Linked DNA regions of Canis lupus: region 2 is linked to region 1. Evidence: chromatin contacts called from public Hi-C data. All regions are on one chromosome and are shown on one strand. The core of a region is the stretch at or near the end of the contact, and the rest is flanking DNA. Distances in the headings are between cores, read along the strand shown.

What was found. Hi-C and Micro-C count contacts between places; a contact is called where the count stands out from the background.
Region 2: a Hi-C map of blood shows a contact between it and region 1, with 4 times the contacts expected there. The contact joins the promoter of CCDC88C here to the enhancer-like site in region 1. A contact is called at or near these places in 4 of 9 Hi-C or Micro-C datasets (amygdala and blood).

Annotation. Positions count from the first base shown.
Region 1 is chr8:62,518,738-62,524,129 of UU_Cfam_GSD_1.0, forward strand. All of the region lies in intron 4 of CCDC88C (protein Daple), which reads right to left. Among named protein-coding and RNA genes, the nearest start is that of CCDC88C, 55 kb to the right of the region's middle. Within about 2 kb of position 3,679, at least 2 of the 20 cell types and tissues checked have an H3K27ac peak or open chromatin away from gene starts, as enhancers often do. A contact at or near this core is called in blood, where this site is marked.
Region 2 is chr8:62,574,057-62,579,226 of UU_Cfam_GSD_1.0, forward strand. It overlaps CCDC88C (protein Daple), which reads right to left and starts at 2,684. Exons shown (of 29, transcript XM_038545572.1): 1 at 2,508-2,684; 2 at 1,686-1,786. The coding sequence starts at 2,567.

The DNA of each region.
Region 1 (5,392 bases), core at 2,429-4,928:
AGGAGAGGCCGGCACAGGCGGGAGCCGGCGGGAGGGAGGGCCCCTGCCCCCCCCCCGCCCCAGGCAGAAAACCCGGAGCCCCGGTCCCAGCGGTGACCACAGAGACCTCTCACAAACAACGTCTGGTCCGGCGTCCGCGGGTGGCCCCGGCCCCGGCCCCGGGGAGCAGTCCCGCAGGTGGCCATGGCGCGGGCAGAGCCGGGCAGCAGCGTGTGTACACAGCGTCGCTCACGGTCCACCGGACAAAGGCTGGTATCCAGGCACGGCCCTCGGGCTGCCCAGGAGGCCGGCGAGCGGCCGCGCCCGCCTGTGCCCGCCTCTGCCCGCCTGTGCCCGCCGCAGCAGAGAGCCGGCCTGCGGCTCCAGGGACCCCCAGCCGAGGCCCCGCAGCAGGGGCCGGACGGCGGCTTCCCTGAGCCCGGCCCCTCCAGGAGGGAACGCGGAGCATAAACGGGAGCAGAGGGCTGCGAGGGTGGCTTCCCTTCGTTCGCTTATCCCTCCCCTCTTCGTTTAAAGGACCTGAGATTTTCATAAACCCCCCAAAATAAACATACACGCGTACGAGACCAGACCAGACCAGAGTTGGGGAGAAATGAAACAATAAATAAGGTTTGGAGAAAGAAGGCAAGAATGTGCCATTAACTTAGCCCCGGACGGCAGATGCTCGCCACCCGTTCGCTTGGTGAGCAGGGCAGCACCGCGGGGACGGCAGGGGAGGGAAGCCAGTCCCCGCGGTCTTTAGGAGAACGGTCTAGGGGCGACAAGACTGTTCCTAGTAAGCCGGACCCTGGGCTCTGTCCCCTGGCTGCCGCAGCGGAGGTGAGCCAGCCGTGGGCCCAGCAGCCTGGCACCAGCTCCCTGTCAGCAGAAGGCAGAGCTGTGCGGGGAGGACTACGAGGGTGGTTTCTGTGGGATCTGGAAAGCACTTCCACGGCGCCCCTGGCAGGATAGCCACCTAACGCTGAGAGGGTTAAGTGTCAAATCCCAAGGGTCTTGGGGAGGTAGCTTCACCTGCGACACAGCCTTACTTCCTCCCAGTGTACAGAGCATGAAGCCCGTCATGGGATTCCCAGGGCCGTCCCACCCCTCAGAGCCCCCACATCCCAGGACACCCTCCCTTCTGATGCACGGCCATGCACCTCCTCCAGGAAGTCTTCCCAGCCTGTCCACGCAGAGCTCATGGCACTCCATCAAGTGTGCTTACACCACTTCTCACCCTGGAACAGGTCTACCCGTCACCAACGCTGCCTCCCATGCACCCCTGCCCTGACTAGGACTTGGGGGACTCCTTCCACATAGACAACCTATTTGTTTCCAGGGCCCTTGGGCCCAGCAGGAGGCAGGAGAAACACAAGCTGGAGAGGATTAGCAAGAGGCCGTTGGGTCTCTTCCGCCGCGAGCTGGGAGGAAGGGTACGCACAGCACCCATGGACACAGACCCGCCAATGCCCCTAGGAGCCTGCTCTGTGCTAGAGGCCCTCCTGGAACCAGCAGGACAGAGGGGACATGGAAGACCTGGGGCCAGCGCGCTGGAACCACCCAGGCTATCCTCAGATGTCCAGCCGTGCTGAGACAGCCCTGTGCAGGGCACGGGCTCAGCCCCTCCCAGGGCCTGGGATCCCGCCGGGGCACCCAGATGCCCAACAGATGTGCTTCTCTCCTGTACGGCCACAGGCTGCGAGCCTCTGCATGAGCACCTTCTCTAAGGCTGGGTTTCCGCACCCGTGAGATGCCTTCCCTCCATTCTCACCATCTCACGTGGATCAGCCACGTACAAGTCAGAAAACCACCACTGCCCGTGGATACAATGCTCTCTTCCCGAGCGCCTGCTGAATGATTCACCGGAGAAATTAATCTGCTAACACCCTTGGCTTCCTGTCAGATGAATCTAGTCTTCTTTGTGTGGCACGGTGACAGGGCCCGGCAGCGCAGAGGCCGGGGAGCTGGTCTGGATCTGGTCCAAAACCATCCCCCGTTTTACGGATAAAGCCGACGTCATCTTGTCGTGGTTCTCATGACTTCTTCCAGAACAGACTCTGATAAACCATGGAAACGTGCTGAACGTGGATGTGCAGCTGGCAAGATGGCAGGGTGAGGGCAGCTTCCGAGCCACACACATAGCACTGGGTGGAGATCAACAGGTGGCACTGGGTGGAGATCGACTCTGGCTCGGCCCTGACCGCTGACCTTTGACCTTGGCATCTGCAGGAGCATGTGTTTAACACCTGTCGCAAGCGCCCACTTGAAGGACTGGGGAAGTGGGGACAGGAGAGCAAAGGGGACAAAGGTGGGTCTGCAGCATGTGTGCTTTATTTACTGAGCACCTACTACGTGCCAGGCACTGCTCTAGACACCCGGAAGACACTGGCAACAAAAAAGAGAAAAAACCCAAAGATTCTTGCCCTTGTGGAAGACTCCATCGTGTGTGGGCTGGGGGATAAGCCCTGCGACAGACATGAGAAAATAAACGATCAAAGATCTGGAGAGTGATACACACTGTGAACAAGGGGAAGGCGAAGCAGGACAGGACTGGGATCCTGAAGGGTGAGGGGCACACAGGCGGACACCCGGCAATGCCTACTAAGGGCAAGCCCAGCTGCGGGAGGCCAGTGCACGCAGGCCCCAGTGCCAGGGGACGGGGCAGTACAGCAGTTAAGAGGAACAGGGCCTGTACTGAGGACATGGGGACGGGAAAGGCCAGGGCAGATGGGGAAGAGGCCACTGTGGCAGGAAGAGGGAAGCCTGATGAACACATGTGGGTGACAGCAGATGACAAGACTCAGCCAAGGCGACACAAAGCGAAGAGCACCCTACAATACGCAGTCCTGAGGGCCACCAGCGTGAGGCTCTCCTGCCAATGGCCATCATACGAACATGATCAAGGGGCTCAGGGCTGGGTCCTAGGAGACCCCAGGCCAGGCTCCAAGATGTGGGGTCCACCCGATGAGGTCCCGGACAGACGCCCCTGACAACCCATGAGGACAGCTGCAAAACTGCAGGTGTACCACGAGACAGACACTGCGGAGAGGTGACTTCAGGTGCAAAAGAGGAGAGACAGGATGAAGAGTTGGGGCCAGGAGACCCAGACACCAAGAAGAGGTTTTAACAATGACTTGAAGTCTCTGAAAGTTCTTCTTCACATTCATTGAGCATCCCTGAATCCCACCCAAGGCAGAAGAAAAGAGAACATCCTTTCATCCCACGGGGTGGCATGGGGTGGGGGGCAGGTTGGTTAGACACACAGAGAAGCTCTCGTAAGGGTAGGAGTTGTGACATCTCCCTTCCTTAGGTCGGAGGCAGGGGACAGCCCCCACATCCCAGGACACCCTCCTGGGGACAAACACTCAGTGTCTCAGGATCAGTGTCCCTGTGTGTGTGTGTGTCTGACGAGATGCCCTGCTGGGCTCTGTCCTGCCCCTGGCACATGGCTCCGTTGAGGTACATTTGCCAAAAAAAAATTTTTTTAATAAAAAAACCCCAAAACTGAAATGTTATAAATAACAGTACAATATCAATATCAGCCAAAGAGAGCACAGGCATGCTCCTAAGATGATATGTGGGGCAGAATTAGTTTAAAAAAAAAAAAAGAAGAAGAAGAAGAAGAAAGCAGCACCCCTCCCACCTCCCAAACCCACTTCTAGGCAACCACACAAAAAAGAAATCAACTTTGGTCTTTATTTAAAAAGAAACCGAAAGTGCTTCACTCATCTATGTTTTACAATTTAAAGCAGGAAACACTATCCCATAAATACATTTCTGCACCTTCTTGCCAGTGGGCCTGCTGACCTCCCCCCTGCTCAGGGGGTCCCGGGACCCCAGTCAGAGCCTACGCAAGCACGCACCCAGCTCCCACATCCAGGGCCGTGACCATGCAGGCCCTGCCCGGAGACCACCCCCCGCCCCCCGCATGCCCCTGGAGACCCCCGCCTGCCGACCCCCCGAGTCTCTTCCCAGCCTGTCCTTCAGAGCAGGAGATACCACCTTTCTGACTGATGTATACTGATCCTATCTGATGCCAGGACACCCCATGCACCTGTCAGAGCCTCAAAAACAGCTTCCCTGTGGTGTCCTAAGCCTGAATTGTGGTGAAGAGTGCATAGTTGTAGACACTTATGACAAAAAAAAAAAAAAAAAAAAAAAGCCACTACATCATATACCCAGGACAGGTGAATTTTAAGGTATGCACACTATGCCTCAATAAAGCAATTTCAAAAAAAAAAAAAGCAAAAGCAAAATCCAGTGTCCACATCTCTGCAGAGGCTTCTGCTCAGCACCAGACCCTGAGAGGAGACCTGTGTGCTCTGCGTATGGACAACCCCTCAGGCTCCATGTGGTTCAGAGGCTGGAACAGAGACTGCTGAGCAGGGAGGCAGGAGCCAGGGTTCCAGGGTGCAGCGGTAGCTGGCAAAGGGGCCTCCAGAGTATGGGCTTCCAGATGGCAGGGGGACATCATCAGGGAAGACCACAGGTACCCTCAGGAGGAGGGTGGGAAGTTATCCAGCACGACGGGGCAACAGGGTGGCTGGATGGGGCAGTGGGATGTGTGTAACGCCAGACTGGACCACATGCCACTGCCATTTCCATAGGTCAGAGGGTCGATGACTGGCCCAACCTGATTCGTCTGTGTGTGATACGGCCAGGGAGCTCGGGCTGCAGGGTCTACTTGCGGGCCACGTGACCGAGGGCTTGCCACCGAAGCCCTACGAGCCTCTGTGTTCTCACCTATCAATGGGCTGGCACGGTCACAGCCCAGGAGCATGCTCCCCTTTGTATGTGTTAACCATACATGACGCCCAGTGCAGGGCGGGCTCACCAGGGGCTCACACAGGAAGGCTCCACTGTTCCTGCTCCTCTGCAGGGGGGTGTCTCCGGGGCAGGCAGCACCTAGAACCATGCTTGAACCACCAACCTTCCACAGGCATCTCTCCCCCCATAAAACCAGCCCCCAGAATAAACCGGGTCAGGCAGCGTAACTCTGCTCAGCAAAGCAGATCCCCACCTTCCTGACGTTACCACAGAAATGGGAGAGGAGCCACTGCCCCCGGGGCCGGGGCCTGGGCTGGGGCCTGCGTGAGCGGCATCTGGGCATCCGCTACCTGGGGAACCATAAAATAAAGCCAGAGCCAGGGGAAGGCGAACATCAGGTTCCCCCTTACTAATGCACAGAGAGGGGAGCGGTGTTTGCTGCCAGGAGCCTCTAGGTGGGCCTGGGCAGCCTCTGCTAAGGCCATGAGTGACCACAGCCAGCTGCACTGGGGACCACGGGGAGACCCATGAAACCTAACGTCCTCTGGGCCCACAGAGAGAAAAGTAGACATGCCAGGCACCCGGCACCCAGCAGCATAGCCACCAGGAGTAAAGTGACCCAACGCTTGGCTACCCCGACCTCCAG
Region 2 (5,170 bases), core at 1,434-3,933, 54 kb after region 1:
CCCCACTGTCCCTTCCTCTGTTCCTGACCCAGGCCAGAAGGCACCAGAAGCACGGCTTGAGGCTTTACGAGCTGCAAACTTCTCAGTTCCCACCTCTGGGATGATTATCTTGGCATATCACAGAGGAGAGAACATGTAAAACTTACAAGGGAAGTGGAGAAGCCCTTCACACTGAATTTAGCCAGGGCCAAGTGTGAACAAGTGATGAGCTGGCATTTCTCAAAGGAATGGTCCATCAGGCTTTCCTGATTTACAAGCAAGTGGTAAACGCTTCAGGAATTCCAAAGGTCAGGGAAGAAAGAGAAACAGTCCCAGGGCTTTTGTTCTCCCCTCCGCCTGGGTGTAAAAACTGAATGAAAAGGCTGGGTATACTGCTGTTTTTAATTAAACAGTCTTGGGTTTGGGTAAGGACACACCGGTCACTGCACCAATGGAATCCGGTCATTTTCGGGGTCCACCAAAATGGGGCAGGGGGGAGAAATTGCCAGGACTTAAATATGCTACTAGACAATCCCAGGAAAACTTTTTCATCAATGTTCTCAGACAAGTACTGCCGAATCTGGCAACGCATTTGTCTTTTTAGAATCTCATCAAACACAAGATTCAGAAGATGAGTTGTGCCTTTAAAAAACAAAACAAAACTGAAGTGTCTCTCCCACAACATGGCACCAAATGACTTATTAAAAGAAGCAATGTTCCCAGGAAATTTTTGAAACAGACCTTTTTGGGTAGATCTATTTAAACCACTTGCTGAATATGCCAAAGCTAAATAAATGCTCCTCCTCTGCGGGCCACAAAGCTGATCCTCATTAGCTAATGGGTTCGTGCTCAAGTACAACTTGCTTAGTTGCCAGTGAGTAGGTAAGCCCGAGGGGCTGATCCACAGAGAGTATTATTAGGACGTTTTATTTGGCTTCTAGTGCCTGGGAATCATACTGACACTCAGTTCCAATATGTTCCCTGCGCCTGAGTTAAAAACAGAAAGCAGAGGTAGGAGCCAACACCTACATGTGGCAGGCTGTCAATCAGACGCTGCAGAATTTAGCTAGAGGAAAGGATGTGGTCAAACATACATGCTAGTGAGTTTAACTTCCACCAAGACCCGTTTAAGCTCAGTACTACAAACACTACACAGCATTCGGACTCCCAAGGCTCTCTTAACACAGTGACTTTAAGCCTTAGGAAGGGCCTTAGGCAACTGCACTCGCCAGAGAGCAACAAAACGTATGATCAAGTGAAAAGAAGCTCAGAAACACAGGCATCCCAACTTACAGTGAAACTTTATAGTCACACGGATGCTCTGGGTACACCCCAAACACTTCCTGTAACCAGACTGTTACAGTTCCTTGCCCCCCAAAAGGGTTTTTTTGTTTTGTTTTGTTTTTTTTAACTTCCTTGCTCAAACTTCAAATATCTAAGCATGAAGTCGGTTGTCCTATCTACACCACGTGGAGGACAGTCAAGTCATTCAATTCCAAATTGCCTTAACCAAACAAGCTGCCAACCTGCTGTCCTGGAATTCTTCATACTCACAGGAAAGGGAAAAAAATCACCCTAATCTTGAGATGCCGGCGCCCCCCCCCCCTCCACTTGCAAAGAACCCTCTCTGTTTGAACACGTTCCCATTCTACAACCTTAAACTTTCCGAAGCATCGCTCTTTCCTTCTTCCCCGTAGATAACTTACATTTGCAACATGATTTGGTTCAAAAAGATGCCATCCGCTAAATCCATGTACATGGTCAGATTGTCCTGGTTGCCGCTTCCGAAGGAGCCAAAAGTTTTCACCTGCCGGGGAAACGGGGCGCGGAAAGGCAGGAAGTGAGCCCCGAGGGCACGGTCTTTAGGGCTCTCCATGGCAAAGGCGGGCAGGGCCGGTGCGGGAACAGGGGGTCACCCCCGCCCGCCAGCCCTTGCAGGGGCCTCTACCCCCCATCCTGCGCCAGGCAACAGACGCAAGACAGCAAGACGAAAACTTCCTCCCCACTTTTCTCCAGCGGCCCAAGGCGGAAAAAAAAAAAAAAAAGAGAGAGAGAGAGAGAGAGACTTTTCAATAAATTTCTCACGTCTCAAATCTACTGGAAGTGACTGCGCCGCCCCCCGCCTGTACCCATTCTCGCTCGGCCGCCACCCACCTGCTGGTCTGAGGTTCGGAAACTACACGAGTGTATTTTGGGGTAGGAGTCCCTTCCTTGAGTGGTCAAGCCCCGGGGGGTGGGGGTACCCCGACCCGGTCCGCGCGGGGGCCGCAGCCCAGCGCCCCGGCGCCAACAGGTGCACCCGCGGAGCCCCCGCCCGGCCCGGCCCGCAACGCGGCGAGGTCCCGCACCCGGCGCGCGGGCTCCCGAGCGGGAAACGCCTCCGGACCCCGGGGCCCGGACCCCGACCCCGGCCGGGAGCACTCGCTGAGTCCCCCGAGTCCCGGAGGCTCCCCGGGCCCGCGGGCGGGGGAGGTGGTGCGGCCACGGCGGGGGCACCAACAATGGGGCAGGGAGCTGGGCGCACTCACCCAGGTCACCAGCGGGCTCTGCAGGAAGAGCTCCATGAGCTCCGACACGGTCACGTCCATGCTGAGGCTGCGCCCGCCGGCTCCACGCCCGGTCCCCCGCGCCGCGGCACAAAGCGGCTCCGCCAGCGAGCGGGGCGCGGGGCTGCGGCAGCTCGCACCCGGGAGACAAAGGCGGGGCGCGAGCCCACGTTCCGCGGCTTCGGCGGCCCCGCGCCCCGCCCGGGGCTGGGGGAAGGGGAGGGCCCGGCGCTAGGGGAGGAACAATGCGGGCGCGGCCCCGCCCCTCGGCGGCCCTGGGCGGCTGGTGCGCCGCCTCGCGGTGCCGGGGCCGGGGCCGGGCGCTCGGGCGCGGGCGCGGGCGCGGCTGCGCGGGGCGCGGGGCGGGGGGGCTCCGCGCGGCCTCCCGGGCCCTCCCCGCGGGCCCCAGCACGTGGCCCTCCCCGCGCGTGCGCCTGCGGCGGACCCGAGCGCGCGGACCCCGGCCCCTCCGTGCCTCCCCGGGGCGGCGGAGCGCCGAGACTGGGGAGTCGCCCCCGGCCCACCGCTCGCTGGGGCGCCGCGCGGCCCGCGGCCCCGTCCCTCCCGGCCCCTCCCCACCCTCCCCGCGGCAGGTGCAGCCCCTCGGCCGCGCGGAGCCCCAGCCACCCGCCGCCGGGACAGGAGCGGAGCCCGCGCGCTTCTCGTGGGGGTGGCGGCCCCAGGGAGGAAACTTAGTGTTGAGTTCAGACCGTGGGAGCGCGACCTCTGGCGCCCCCCGCGCCACCTCCCGCCCTGCCTGCCTTCTGCAAGCTCCCCCGGGAGGCCAGAGCCCCGCCGCACCACCTGTGACCCCAACCCCCACTGCTGCTGCCACTTGGCGGTGGAGGAGCCAAATCCCGGACTCCAGGTTGGAGGACCTAGCAGCAGCTTAGTGGAGGGCGACAGGAGAAAGGACGGTGGCCCCACCTGGATGGGAAGCAGGCCCTGGCCCAGACCACCCTGCTGAGACAGCTGCGGTGACCCACGTTCCCGTCGCTCTCTGCCACTTCACCTTGGGCTGGTAATAATCTACTACGATCCAGTTCGTTGTTCAAAGCACTTCATGCGAATTAACGAAGGTCCTCACGAGCCAGCTGCCGCGGGATTGGCCTAAGTGCCTAGTGTACGGTAGGCAAGGCGCCTGGGTGGCTCAGTCGTGGGCATCCCACGCATGATCTCAGCTCAGGTCTTGCTGTCAAGATCGTGAGTTCGAGCCCCGCCACTGCCTCCGCCCTCCCCCCCGTTGAGCTCCACGCCTAGCGTGGAGCCTACTTAAAAAAAAAAAAAGGGGGGGGATCCCTGGGTGGTGCAGCGGTTTGGCGCCTGCCTTTGGCCCAGGGCGCGATCCTGGAGACCCGGGATCGAATCCCACGTCGGGCTCCCGGTGCATGGAGCCTGCTTCTCCCTCTGCCTGTGTCTCTGCCTCTCTCTCTCTCTCTCTCTCTGACTATCATGAATAAATAAATAAAATCTTTAAAAAAAAAATAAAGGATACCAGAGCAATAAACCTTTAAAAAAAAAAAAAAGTATGCAGTAGGCACTGAATGGTTGCGAGTTGTGGTGGTAGTAATTTGAAAGTTGGCTGTCAGGTATTGAGGCTGCGGCATCTGTCGGTGAAGTGTGGTATTGCAGCCGAGTTTCGCGTCTTGGCCTTGTGAGATGACACTGTGGCCCTGGGAGCCAGGTGGGAGATGAAGAGTCCTAAGGAGAAATGTGGAAGTCAGGGTAACTGGGGGAGGGAGGGGGTGGGACAGTGCGGAGGAACTGAGGTTTGTAGCTTAGTGGTTTTCTTACGCGCCAGGAATGCATTAATTCCCTAATTGCCCTTATTGTAAAATGGGTTGGAAAACAGGTGTGACTGGTATCCGTCCATCTTTGTGTAGAAGATCCTCGTTCTGCAAAACAGAGAATGTCTGTGAGACCAGAGTGTTTTTCGCGTTGACCTAAGCTGTTTCTGAGGCACAAGGAGGTAGGATCTCTAAAGTTATTCGATAAGCATACTATTTCACTTGGAGGAGCACAAGGGACTAGTGAATGCTTTCTGACAGTTGCAGTGGGACATTTCTCATCATGGTGAGAGAATTTGTCCCTGGGGATGTTGGCAGTCCCTGGGCCACAGCCAGTTCAGGAATTTCTGATGTTGGGATCAGTCATTGTCTGCACCGGTTCATGATCATGGATGTATCCATCATTCATTGCCTAGATCCTGTCTCACTCAGAACCAGCTCAGCATCCTTATTGCCTGAGTGGCAGGGGATCAGGTAAACTAGATGGTGCCCAGGTTACAGGGTTGAAAAAGCTTTGAAGGTCTGGATGACCTGGACGAGATACTTTCTAGGAGCCTCTTAATCCCTAAAAGTGGAATTATATTATTATATCCCCCTATATGACTACAATTTTGAGGGTCAAGGTGGTGCATGTAAAACAGTTTATAAAGATATTGATGACTATCTTCCTGATATTCTGCTGGGTTCTATCACTACTTTAACAAAAATTGTTTCCCCCATGCCTCCTTTGGGTTGGGGCATAAGCTTCAGGGAGCATACACGGAGCACCTCCTAACCACTGAGCAGAGTCCCTCCATTCTCGCCTCGATACCCCTCGGCTCTCACTCTGAGACCTAACCCTTTAATTTTTTTTCTCAC